Linked DNA regions of Oryctolagus cuniculus: region 2 is linked to region 1. The links are chromatin contacts, called in public Micro-C maps. All regions are on one chromosome and are shown on one strand. Each heading gives the region's core, a stretch centred on a gene start, on an enhancer-like site or on the middle of the called end of the contact. The rest is flanking DNA. Distances are from core to core; before and after follow the strand shown. Region 1 holds the start of TSEN2 (tRNA splicing endonuclease subunit 2). Region 2 overlaps SYN2 (synapsin II).

What was found. A called contact is a pair of places that touch in the nucleus more often than the background predicts.
Region 2: a Micro-C map of ear pinna shows a contact between it and region 1, with 7 times the contacts expected there. The contact joins the enhancer-like site here to the promoter of TSEN2 in region 1. A contact is called at or near these places in 2 of 6 Hi-C or Micro-C datasets (ear pinna and an unstated tissue).

Annotation. Positions count from the first base shown.
Region 1 is chr10:114,768,751-114,774,399 of mOryCun1.1, reverse strand. TSEN2 (tRNA splicing endonuclease subunit 2) reads left to right here and starts at 3,410. Exons shown (of 12, transcript XM_051851720.2): 1 at 3,410-3,499.
Region 2 is chr10:115,065,932-115,071,580 of mOryCun1.1, reverse strand. All of the region lies in intron 10 of SYN2 (synapsin II), which reads left to right. Among named protein-coding and RNA genes, the nearest start is that of TIMP4, 19 kb to the left of the region's middle. Within about 2 kb of position 3,485, at least 4 of the 8 cell types and tissues checked have an H3K27ac peak or open chromatin away from gene starts, as enhancers often do. A contact at or near this core is called in ear pinna, where this site is marked.

The DNA.
Region 1 (5,649 bases), core at 2,161-4,660:
TTGCAGCCTTCTGGGGAGTGAACCAGTGGATGAACGACCTCTCTCTCTGTCTCTCTCTCCCCTCTCTCTAATTCTGCCTTATTAAATAAGTAAATTTTTAAAAGAGAATCTCTGTTTCCAGGTCTGTAAAATGGGACTGTGGCAACTCCCGCTGGGCGCCGCTTCCACGCGGGACACCCGGTGCGCACCTGCACCTCCTGCTCCTCCGAAGCTGTGAGGTCAGCTGCGGTTTTCCTGCCCCGCACGGCGACTCTGGACCAGGCCCGTGATTTGAGGTTTGCTTCTCAGCCTTTGCATTTTCTGCGGAGAATGCTGGCAGCAAACACGCGGAGGCCAGTGGGGTCCCACGCGGTGTTCAAGGCCAGGAGACTGGGTGTCCACCAGACTGGGTGATTTAAACCTGCTGAATCGGCTCCATCTGGTGGACACACTGAGGTACTGCAGGGGTCGGCCCGACTGGGAAAAACAATGGGGCGACAGCGGGGGCTGCCCAGCCCTGCTCAGAAATGCCGGCGGCTCCCCATTGTCTGCGGGGTAAAGTCCAGAAGCCAAGCCTGGAATTCAAGCGCCTCCACAATCAGGCCACGCCCTACCTATCGGACTTTATCGCGGCTTTGGCTTCTTGCCCGGCTCCTCCCTGGCTCCGGAACCCCAAACCCCATTCCAGCCTCACACACAGGCCAGCCCAGTGCCCTGACTGCCCTCTGCCCGCCTCCTCCCTGCCTCCCTGGTGCTAAGTCTCCTTCCAGGCTCAGCTCCCAGGCCACCTCTTCCAGGAAGCCTCCCAGGCCTTCAGCCCCTCCTGGCCTCCCCCCAACACCTGCTGTGGGTCATTTTTTTGTATTTCAGTGTTGAGCGCTGCTTGCTGTAGCCTGTGTGATGCACTAATACAGCCCGGTGGTCCTGAGACCCCGGGTCCTCACCTGGCCTCCAGCACATTGTAGCTCTGAGCCTGTGAGCAGGTGGGGTGGTAACACCAGTCTCACAGGCCTGTTACGTTAAGTTAAATAAGACCATGGGTGCACAGTGGCTGGCCCACAGCAAACCACCCCAGATTGTTCCTAGGGTGGCTGAAAAGACCAGACAGCCAGGTGAACCTGAGTCCCAGATGAACAGCGTTTCTTTTTTTTTTTTTTTTAAACACTTTTTTTTTTTTTTTAATTTTTGACAGGCAGAGTGGACAGTGAGAGAGAGAGACAGAGAGAGAAAGGTCTTCCTTTTGCCATTGGTTCACCCTCCAATGGCCGCCACTGCAGCCGGCGCACCACGCTGATCCGATGGCAGGAGCCAGGAGCCAAGTGCTTTTCCTGGTCTCCCATGGGGTGCAGGGCCCAAGCACCTGGGCCATCCTCCACTGCACTCCCTGGCCAGAGCAGAGAGCTGGCCTGGAAGAGGGACAACCGGGACAGAATCCGGCGCCCCGACCGGGACTAGAACCCGGTGTGCCGGCGCCGCAAGGTGGAGGATTAGCCTAGTGAGCCACGGCGCCGGCCCAGAACAGCGTTTCTTGGCAAGCAGAAGCAGATAGCAGACGTGACGTGGGACCTGTGTGTGGCGTTTCACAGTAAGAACACAGGGCATGGTTGTCCATTCTGTTCGACGTGTTTTGAGATCCTGCGTTTGCAAATCCACCCTCTCTCTCACGTTCCTTTGGGACGTCCACATCAGCCGCTGGCTTTTGTAGCCCCTCACAGGAGTGTGCACGCACAGAGCCGCAAAGCACCGGAACTGCCCAAAATGCACACTCCCAGCGGCAGTGGCAAAGGCGAGGTCGGCGCCCAGAGCGTGAATCCGTGCGCTCCTCGCACTCGGGGCCGTGCCACGGCGCTCACACGCGTGCGCTGCGGTGGGAGACGGAGCCGTGTGTAGCAGCCCCCCCGTGCAGGGCGCTCCTTAGGGAGAAAAGTGCCTGCCTGGAGGAAATGCACGGGGAGGGTACGGCGCGGTCGGCCACGAGGTCAGAGAGGATGGACCGTGCGCGAGGATTATGTAAGGCGTCTTTAAACAGAAACACAGAAAACCAGGTTGTGCATTGGTCAGCTGATGCAAACGTTGTGGCGGGAGGTTCACAGGAAGCCAGCTCTCTGCTCCCCAGCCTTCACTGAGTGGCTGTTTGCAGAACGGAACTATCTGGAACAGTGACAGTCGTGCGTGTGAAGCTATGCCATGCACGCGTGACGCAGCATTTCCTTATCGCTCGGCGCTGCGGACTTAAATGCCGCTTCTCTGGGGTTGTTTTAAAACCGTCCAGCAGGGGGCCAGCAGCATCTACTGAGTGAGTTAAAGACGCAAGATGTCCATCCAAGATGCGGGGGTGCGGAGACCACGCACTACACGGTCCTGTCCGCTTCGGGGAAAACCTGAAAAATGATGAGAAAAGGTTATTTACAAATGTACGGTGAGGGGCGAGCCTGGTGGCACAGCCGGGCCGGCAGCTGCTTGGTTACCCCTGCACCCACCTTGGAGGGGCTGGCGCTGGTCCCACCTCGGCTTGCGATCCGGCTTCCTGCTAACGCACCCCGGGAGGCAGCAGCGATGGCCCAGTGCCGAGCCTCACGTGGGAGGCCCAGATGGTGTTCCCAGCTCCTGGCTCAGCCTGGCCCGGCCCTGGCTATGGTGGGATTCGGGGAGCGAACCAGCGCGTGGAAGATTCTACTTCTCTTTGTCCCGGTGCCTTCCAAATACCTCTTTTAAGTTTAAAACACTGATTGTACGTCGAGGAGAAAATCTTGGGGAAGAATCTCTTGTTCAGTGGCTTTGCTCCCAACCCTCCGGGTGGACAGGGCTCCAGGTGACGTCACCTGAAATCCCATAACCAGTGAATCCCAAATCCCGAAACGACGGGTGCCAGGCCGGGAGGCGGAGACCCCGGCTGTGGTCTCGGCCTCTCGTCGGACCTGCAACTCACAGCCCCCCTGGGACCAAGGGAGGTGGCGGCGACACCTCAGAATTCCCGGGCTGTGGTTCAGCCGGGGCGCACAGGTGTCTGCGGGGGCCCGACAGGTGCGCCCGGGGCCGCGCTGCACACAGAGAAAGCAGGGGCCGCCTTCAGGGCCGGCCTCAGAGGGTCCTTTCCCCCAGGTCTGGTGGCCTCAAGGGTCCCGTGCCTCCGGGGGGCGAGGACTCTAGGTCTCAGCTCCATGACCTGTAACGGTGTCACTGGGTGACACTGGACAGGCGACTGCGCGCCTCGTCTGTGAAATGGGTTTGTGAGGGGGAGTGAAAGGAGCGTAGCATCTGTACAGAGGGGTTGTCCGTGTCATCTCGGGCCAGAATTCGCGCCGCCCGGGTTAGAGAGCACGCGAGGAGGCGAGCCAGGTGCACAAGGGCCCCGCCTACAGGCCTGCGCAGGCGCACTCCGCCAACAGCCGAGGGGCGCGCCCGTGAGCTCTGCGGCTGCGCAGTCGGCTAGCTTTGCGGCCGTGCCGCTTTACGGCAGCGGTGTTGGCGCCCCGACCGGCGTTGCCGAGGTTACGGCGAGCGCGTGGAGCCGAGACAGGTAAGGAGGCCGGGCTGGGAGCGAGCGGGATGGAGGCTCGGTCAGCGGGGCGAGGGGGAGGCGCCCGAGGCCGGACCGGCGAGGGCCGGGTAGGGGCCAGGCTTCCGCGTGCTGCCGGGCGCCGAGTCCTCCGCCCGTTGCTGCGGACGCCGACGCCTCGTCCGGCGCTGGCACTGCCCCGTGCGCCCGGCCGTCGGCCTGAGGGGAGCCGCGGCCGCTGGAGGGTCGGGGCGGGGGCCTCCCCGAGGAAGGAGGGGGCCGAGGAATGCGGCTGGCCAGCGCCCGGCCGCGGCCCGCGCGTGCGTGTGTCCGCCCGCGGTGCTCGGGCTGCGGCTGCTGCGCGCCGCGCAGGTGTGTCTGCTTCGCCCGTCCTCCTCGCCGTCCGCGGGTGGAGCGTCCAGCGTGCTTTTCCCTGGGGAGGCTGCGCGGCTAGGCGCCCCGTTGTTCCCCGGAGGGGAGAGTAAGGAGCAGGCCTGGCTTGTTGTTGTAAGGTTGATTTATTTGACAGGCAGAGCGGCCGAGCCCAGCTGGCGGCAGCGTTCGGGCCAGGTCTGAGCCAGGCCAAAGCCAGGAGCCGGGAATCCGTCCTGGTCTCGCGCACGGGGCGGGCAGGGGCCCAAGCACTGGAACCATCACCAGTGACTCCCACCCCGGGCACACTCGCAGGAAGCCGTGTCAGAAGCAGAGCAGCCAGGACTCGAACCCGGGGCTCCGACGGGAGGCGTGGCTCAAGCAGCTGTTGAACCGCTGGTACCGCGTTGCCAGCCTTCACCCTTGCCCACCGTGCACACACGAACACCACTCCCAGGCTGGTTTCTTCATCTGTTCACTTCTCCGCCAGAGAACCTGCAGTGGGGGCTGGCGTTATGGCTGAGAGGGCCAAGCCGCCGGTCGTGACCCTGGCACGCCATACGTACTGGAGTGCCAGTTCAAGTCCCAGCTGCTCCGCGTCAGGGTCAGGCAGAGGGTGGCCTGGACGCCGGGCGCCCTGCCACCCATGGGGGAGACCAGCGTGGAGTTCCTGGATCCTGGCTTCCGCCTTGGCCCAGACCTGGCTGTTGCAGCCATTTGGGAATGGATGGAAGATCTCTCTCATCTCCTGCCTTCTCTCTCTCTCTGCTTTTCAAATAAATAGATCTTTAAAAAGAAAAGACACTGCAGTGGTGTCAAGTCGAAGCCAGTGTTTGCACCGAGAGCCCTGACTGCTGAGCCAGTCCTGCCTGTGGGTTTAGTGGGCGCGGGTAGTGTTCCTGGTGGGGCTGGGCCCGCCCACCTCGCAGGCCCCTGCTGGCCGCACGGAGCTCTGTTTCCAGGCAGTGAGGCCGTGGGCAGGTGACTTGCCCTCTGTGCACCTGTGTGTGCCAAGCGAGTCTAGTTTTTCCCACTGGCACCCCGCGCCTACCTGTGGTGGTACAGGCTCTGGTTTCTCGCTCCCCCCACCGGTTGCGTCGGCACTGAACACTGCGGGTAAGGGGGCGGCCAGTGCAGTCCTGCCTCTGCTTTGTCCGCCGGCCCAGTGCAGGACACCTGCTCTGTGAAGCCGGGGACGACCCCGCTCCCCTGCGGATGCTGTGTTCCCTGGAGAGCTTGCTTTCCGCCCTTTGAGGAACCTCACGGTGGCGGCCGTGATGCTGCCTGAGGTGCAGCTTTACGGAGACGCACAGCTCCCACAACCCACCCTTCTGAAACGTGCGGGCCAGAGTCACCGCACTGTACCTAACGCGGGCATGTCTTTACTCCACAGGCCTGTATCTGCTGGCAGTCACCCTCCCGGGTCCCCCTGTCTCTCTGTCCCAGCAGCTCCTGGCCTGTCTGCCCCTATGGACTTGCGTGGGATTCGTGGTCTCCCAGGGGGCTTCTCCCACTTAGCTCAGTGCTTCCAAGGGGGGTCAGAACGGCGTTGCTTTCTTTGGTGAATACGATTCCGTCGTGCCGATGGACCCCGTTTTGTTGCCCAGTCATCTCTTTCTTGATGGACGTTCGCATTGCTTGGTTTCTCCTGGGCTCCTATGAATAATAACGCTTCCTGTGCAGATCTCTCCGGGAGCCTGTCTGCCCTTTTCCCCGATCTGTACTTGGGAGTGGTGTGGCTGGGTTACATGGTAACCATTGGATGACTGGACAGGGAACTGGCAGGCGGCGCTCTAGTC
Region 2 (5,649 bases), core at 2,236-4,735, 300 kb before region 1:
TTGCCTTCCAGCTGCTGCCCCCATATCTGTGCTCCCCTTCCCAGTAAATCGTCGGAGGGGTTTCAGCTTCAGCCTCCCCTTCACCTCACATCTTCTCTTCATCCCACTCCATTCAGCTTGACCCGCACCATCCCTCTGCAGTTGCTCTTGACAAAATAATCTCCATGGTGCCGAGTCCTGTGGTCCTTTCAGCTCTATTTGCAGACTTCCCAGTAGCATTTGACAAGATCGGCTCCTCCCTCCCTGTGTACTTTCTTGGCTAGGCCTCTGTGATAACACCCCTGGTTGGTTTCCATTCTACTTCATTGGCTTCTCCATCTCAGCCTCCTTTGCTGACTCAACTTCTGCTAAACCTCTGAATGTTATCGCCGCAGAACTTGGTTGGGGGATGTTGCCTGGTGATTTTGGCCAGCCCAGACCCATCGTCTCCTGCCTGACCACGCCTTTGAACTCCAGATTCTCATTCCCAGCTCCTAGTTGACATCTTTACTTATGTATCTGAAAAACATCTTAAATGTGGCACTACCAATGCAGAAGTCTTGTTTTCTTTCCTTGACCTATTTCCTGACCCAGTTTTCCCCAAGCAGTTCTGTGTAGGCCATCACTGCCTCTTTGCCCTTGTGGCATTCTGTCTCTGTTCTCTGTGCCCTGGCCACCTTAGGAAGGAACCTCCTGTCAGCTGTGTCCTCTCTCTGAAAAGCTCTTCCCTTTGCTTCCCCTTGTTTTTACGTAATTGGCTTTTTCAAGATGGTGTAACTGCTGTTTCCTCAACCCTCCCAATCCAAAATGGCCACTTACTTGCTGGCTGCCACCTTACTGTGAGCTAAGGTTATCCTTGTCTGTTTATTTCTTCATCTCTTCCCGAATACAAGCTCCTCAAGAATCTGTATTTGTTTACCACTACAACTCTAGGGTCTAGCGAAGTATCACCCATAGCCATTTAATACATAAACAGTAGACCAGCAGTGGGGTGAGTGTGGTATGCTCAGGTGCAGTTAACCATGGAAAATTTTAACATAACTAAGTGTCTGCTTTAAAACAAAAAATTATTTATTTAAAAGGCAGAGTGACAGAGAGCGAGGGAGAGACAGAGAGCTAACTTCCATCTACTGCCTCACCCCCACATGGCTGCAACAGCCAATGCTGGGCCAGGCTGAAGTCAGGAGCCAAGAGCTCCACCCAGGTCTCCGACCATGGTGGCAAGAAACCTAAGTCCTTGGGCCATGATCAGAGCTTTCACGTCACTAATTGGAGAAGATTCTAAAAGAAAGAAGGCTAGCAGATAGAGGAGTAAGGATGGTGAGTAGAAAGCACACTTTGTCTTTTAGAAGGCCCCTTAGATGGTTTAACTATGTAAAACAAAGAGTAGAAGACACGGGAGTGGGCCCAGGCCCACTGAGAGTATGCACAGCTCAAAGGAATAGGGACAGGAGCGAACGGGGCATCGACCATGTCACCAGAAGCAAGGAGGTGAGTGGCACTGCCTGATTTGCTTGCTTCTCACTCACCCTGGTTAGCCTTGCCTGCCTTAGGCTGCCCCGAATCTGCAGGGGCAACTGACCCTCTCTGTGCATGTACTGTTTTCAAGGTGGCAGTGACACCTGGTGGCCAGTGAGGGCCAGAGCGTCCAGGCTGTGTACCGAGAGCATGCTCCCTGTACTTTCAGTGCTGCCGTTGCTCCCGCACCGTCTGCTTCCTGGTGTCTGAGCCGGGCCTCGCATCCCCGGGACTCTGGAGAGGTGTGGGCTGCTCCTCAGACTCCCAGGTGCCGGGTAGACAAAGCTTTCCAGTCAGACCCGTGGAGGTGGCAGCCACGTCCCCTTCTGCACATGGTCAATCTTTTTTCCATTTCTTATCACACTGACTCCGTTTTTACTTACTTTCTTATTAAATCTTACAGAGCCATATTGCAGATGCAGGGCTGAGGGCCTGAGGTGAAGACTGGTGGCCCTCCATTGGGCCACAGAAATGGCTTTTCCTTCAGCTTGTGGGTTAGACCCACGGGGAATGCATCTAAGACTCAGCCTTTGGAAGCAGCGTGACATATTTGCTATTGAAGATGAGCCTCTTCTATCCTGAGCTGATCAGACCACACCTGTAATGTTGCTTCCAGTCTGAGGTTGCAGTGTAGGAATGACAGGCCAAATCTAGCTGGAATTCGCTCAGGGGAGAAAGCCCCGTGGTGGAGGCATTTGGCAAATCTTTCCTGTGAGTGAAAGTTGAAGGAACTGGAGTTGAATAGCTGTCCTCTCGGGGAACCCTGAGTAGCATCTCAAGCTTAATGCTGTCATGAGATAGAACTGGCTCCAAGAGTCAAGTCTCCCAGGAGATGGGGTTTGACCTAGGGTAAGGAGTAGGCACCGAGAGAGGAAATGGCTGCTCTGGGAAGCGCCTGTGATGGCCACATCACTGCTGATGATCAGGCAGAGGTGGGACGAGCTGCCTGTCAGGGCTGTGTCGGAGGTGAGCTGGTCTGGGGCTACTGGAGGTTAATTTGAAAATCCCCTTCCAGACCCGGGATGCTGTGTCCCACCCTGACTCTAGCCACAGGACCTGAAAAAGACCATGAGACACATTCAAAATCAAGGGACTGGGGCCAGATAAGCTCTCGTCTGTGGTGGGACATTCTGCAGGCCCTAGTTTACTGGCTCTGCTGTTGAAAGAGAGACTCAAAATGTTTGCAGCCAGGTGTGTCCACCCACAAAGGCTGGAGGAGTTGAGGTCTCTTGAGTGCAAGGCTGCCAGGACTGGGAAAGGGGCTCCCCGTTCTGAGAAACGGGGTCTGAGGGCTTTGCAGTTAGGGAGGCCACACAGTTGTCCCTCACATCCCAAACATGGAACTGAGCTTAGAAGAGGTAAATTTAGGACAAAGAGAAGCCTTCCTGCTTCCCACAGCAGAGTCTGCTTCAGAGAATTTGTTCCCCAGTGAGTATAAGCTGAGACTGCGAGGAGATGCGGGGCAGGTTCAGACGAAGTCACTTGTGACTGGATCCTGTAACAGACTATTAAGAGAAACTGACTCTTTGGGGACTAGCTTAACTTCAGGGACATCTTTAATCACTTGAGGCTGACATTCTGACCTTTGGTGACCTGGCCTTCCGTGCCCCCATAGGATTCACGGGCTGCCCATGGGATATTTCTTGTGTCCTTGGGTTGTGGGAGGGGCCCCGGTCGAGGAGATAAGCTCTGCCTGCAGAGCGGCCGTTCTCCTCGGAAAGGAAGGAAGAGCACCTTTTATAGCCTTCCAGGGAAGGAAGGTAGGCACTGGTGACTGCGGAAGTGAGCCCACGAGGGTCCCAGGGTGCCTGGACTCATGCTGTCCCCTTTGCTCTGACTGAACCTACAACCTCCTGACCACATTCCTTCCGGCTGCCTCACTCTCCCTAGGGTCTTAGACCGGGGGAGCAGGCCTGGGGGAGCTGATCAGAACTGTTCTGTGGCGTGTCCGGCAAAGAACTTGGCCTGCCCCTTTGCCTGGGCCGGACCCTGGGACCCTTTCCCAATTTCCTGTCTCAGATCTGCTGAGCAAGCGCTGGCCTTCCTCCGTGGTGGAGTAGCTGGGCTGAGGCCAGCAGCCTCTCCAGAGTTGAGTCACGGGTGCCTCTCCTTCCTGCCGGGACCTCAAGCAGGAGCTGCTCTCTCTCTGCGTATCTGCTGGAAGCCACAGTATGGCAGAAAGCCGCAGAGCTCATCCATGGACTTGGTTTTTCTCCAAGGCCAGGACTTCCTTTCAGGTCGCCTCAAGAGCTAGTGTTTACTGTTTCTGAGGGATCTTGCTGGAGCTGAGTGATAGGCAGAGGGCCTGATACGTACAGCCCAGCTCAGAATCCCCCACGCAGGACACGACTGTGTACCAGGTGACCGGAAGCCACCCAGCAATATCTTCGTCACTGATGCATGAAATTCCAGCATTAGAGCTTCATTTCTTTGGATTTATATTTATTATTATTTAAATAATAGTCATGCTCACGTCAGTACTTTGCCTAGCACTTTACAGTTTATAAAACACATTCACTGTTTTAAGCCTCACAGCCCTTATAAGACAGTTGGCCTGGTAATTCTTTGGTGCACAAGTCAGTAGTGAGACTGCAAATGAGTTCAGGGTCACACAGCTGCTAAGCAGGAGAGCTGGATCTTCTGGTCCCTAGTCCAGGGACTTCTCCATGACACCATACACTGTGCCTGTTTAGTGCTACCACTGGAGCACTGGGGAAAGAGAACTGGATGTTTGTGACCTTGTATAAGGAAAACCCTTGGTCTCCTCTCTTGGCAGCTGAGTGCTGGCCCCATGAAACTGGGGAGTCTCTGAGCTTTCACCAGCTCTGTCCTGCCTCCCGGACTTGTTTGGTGACTGCAGCCTTTGGCTGGATGCCAGCCTCGTTGGTGTCAGTGGGGGACAATAGCACCCTCCTCCTCAAGGTCTGTGCCTACAGGACACCTCTGCTTGGGCTTAGTAGCCCCAGAGTCTTGTTGGGTTCAACACTGCAGCTAAAAAGGACTTGCCTCTTAGCTCAGACATCTAAAGAACTGAAAAACGCTTGAAAGAATTAATGGAAGTCCAGAGCCAGTAGAGCTTGTAGAAGTCACAAGTGAACCACATGAGCCCCATGACAGTGTCCCTAATCAGTTTGTCCAGACCCATCCCAAACACCTCTCATGCCAGGAAGCCAGGCCTGGACACTATTCAGGTTAACACCGGACCAGTTTTAGTTTCCTGCTGAGCCCTAGCTGCTTCCACGGTTACCTAATTTAATCCGTACAATTTTCCCATTTGTGAAACGTAAGACTCAAGAGATTAACTTGCCCAGAGTCATATGAAGAAAGATGTCATTCCCAGGCTTCTCACCATCCTGTCTCCTACAGGGACCTGCTTTAGTTTGCCAGCACCCCTAATCCTAACCCTGACTCTAACCTCAGAGCTGGCTGCCGTGCTCTTCCTCACAAGGGCTGATGGGCCAGAAGAGCAGCCACCCCATGACTTCCTCCTGCTGGCAAGCTGGTGCTTCTCCAGCCGCATCAGGTGTTTGGCAGCAGCATTTCCGGCTCACACCGTCTGGGTTGCTGTCATCCTGTGAGCCCAAGATTGTTTTGGTTTTTGTTCTTATGCTGCTACAAGGCCGTGTATCCCCCTTCCTTTCCATGTGCAGCTGGGCACAAGGGCTGGACTTCACATTCTTACCTGTTTGAGTCAACCCAACTTCCGCTCTGAGCGTGAGTTCCTGCTGCAGGCTGGCTGCAGGCCAGACTTTGGCTGTGACGCCAGACTTCTGTGGAATTTGGCATCCCAGGAGGCCCTTTGTGACTGGAGACAGATCCCGTGGTAGCCAAACTCCGCAGGGAATAGGCCCTCAGCCCTAGCAGACATCAGGCTTGTGGGTGGAGCCAAAGAGTCTCAGCCTGGCAAGGGAAGGTCCTAGGGGATTCTCTTCCCTGCCTCCCATGGCCCCTGAGAGGTCCTCAGTGCACAGTCTCGGTGGAGCCATGGGCAGGAGCTCCCCAGGCACCACCAAGGGTGGCAAAGCGCATTCTCAGGCTCCAGCCCAAAGGACGCCTCTGCGAGCTCCTGCCCTGAGCTCTGGGAAGGGCGTTTGGGGATCGTCCATCCTTGAGTGTCTCACGCGTGTGGCTGGGGAGAGCCAGGGCCTGCAC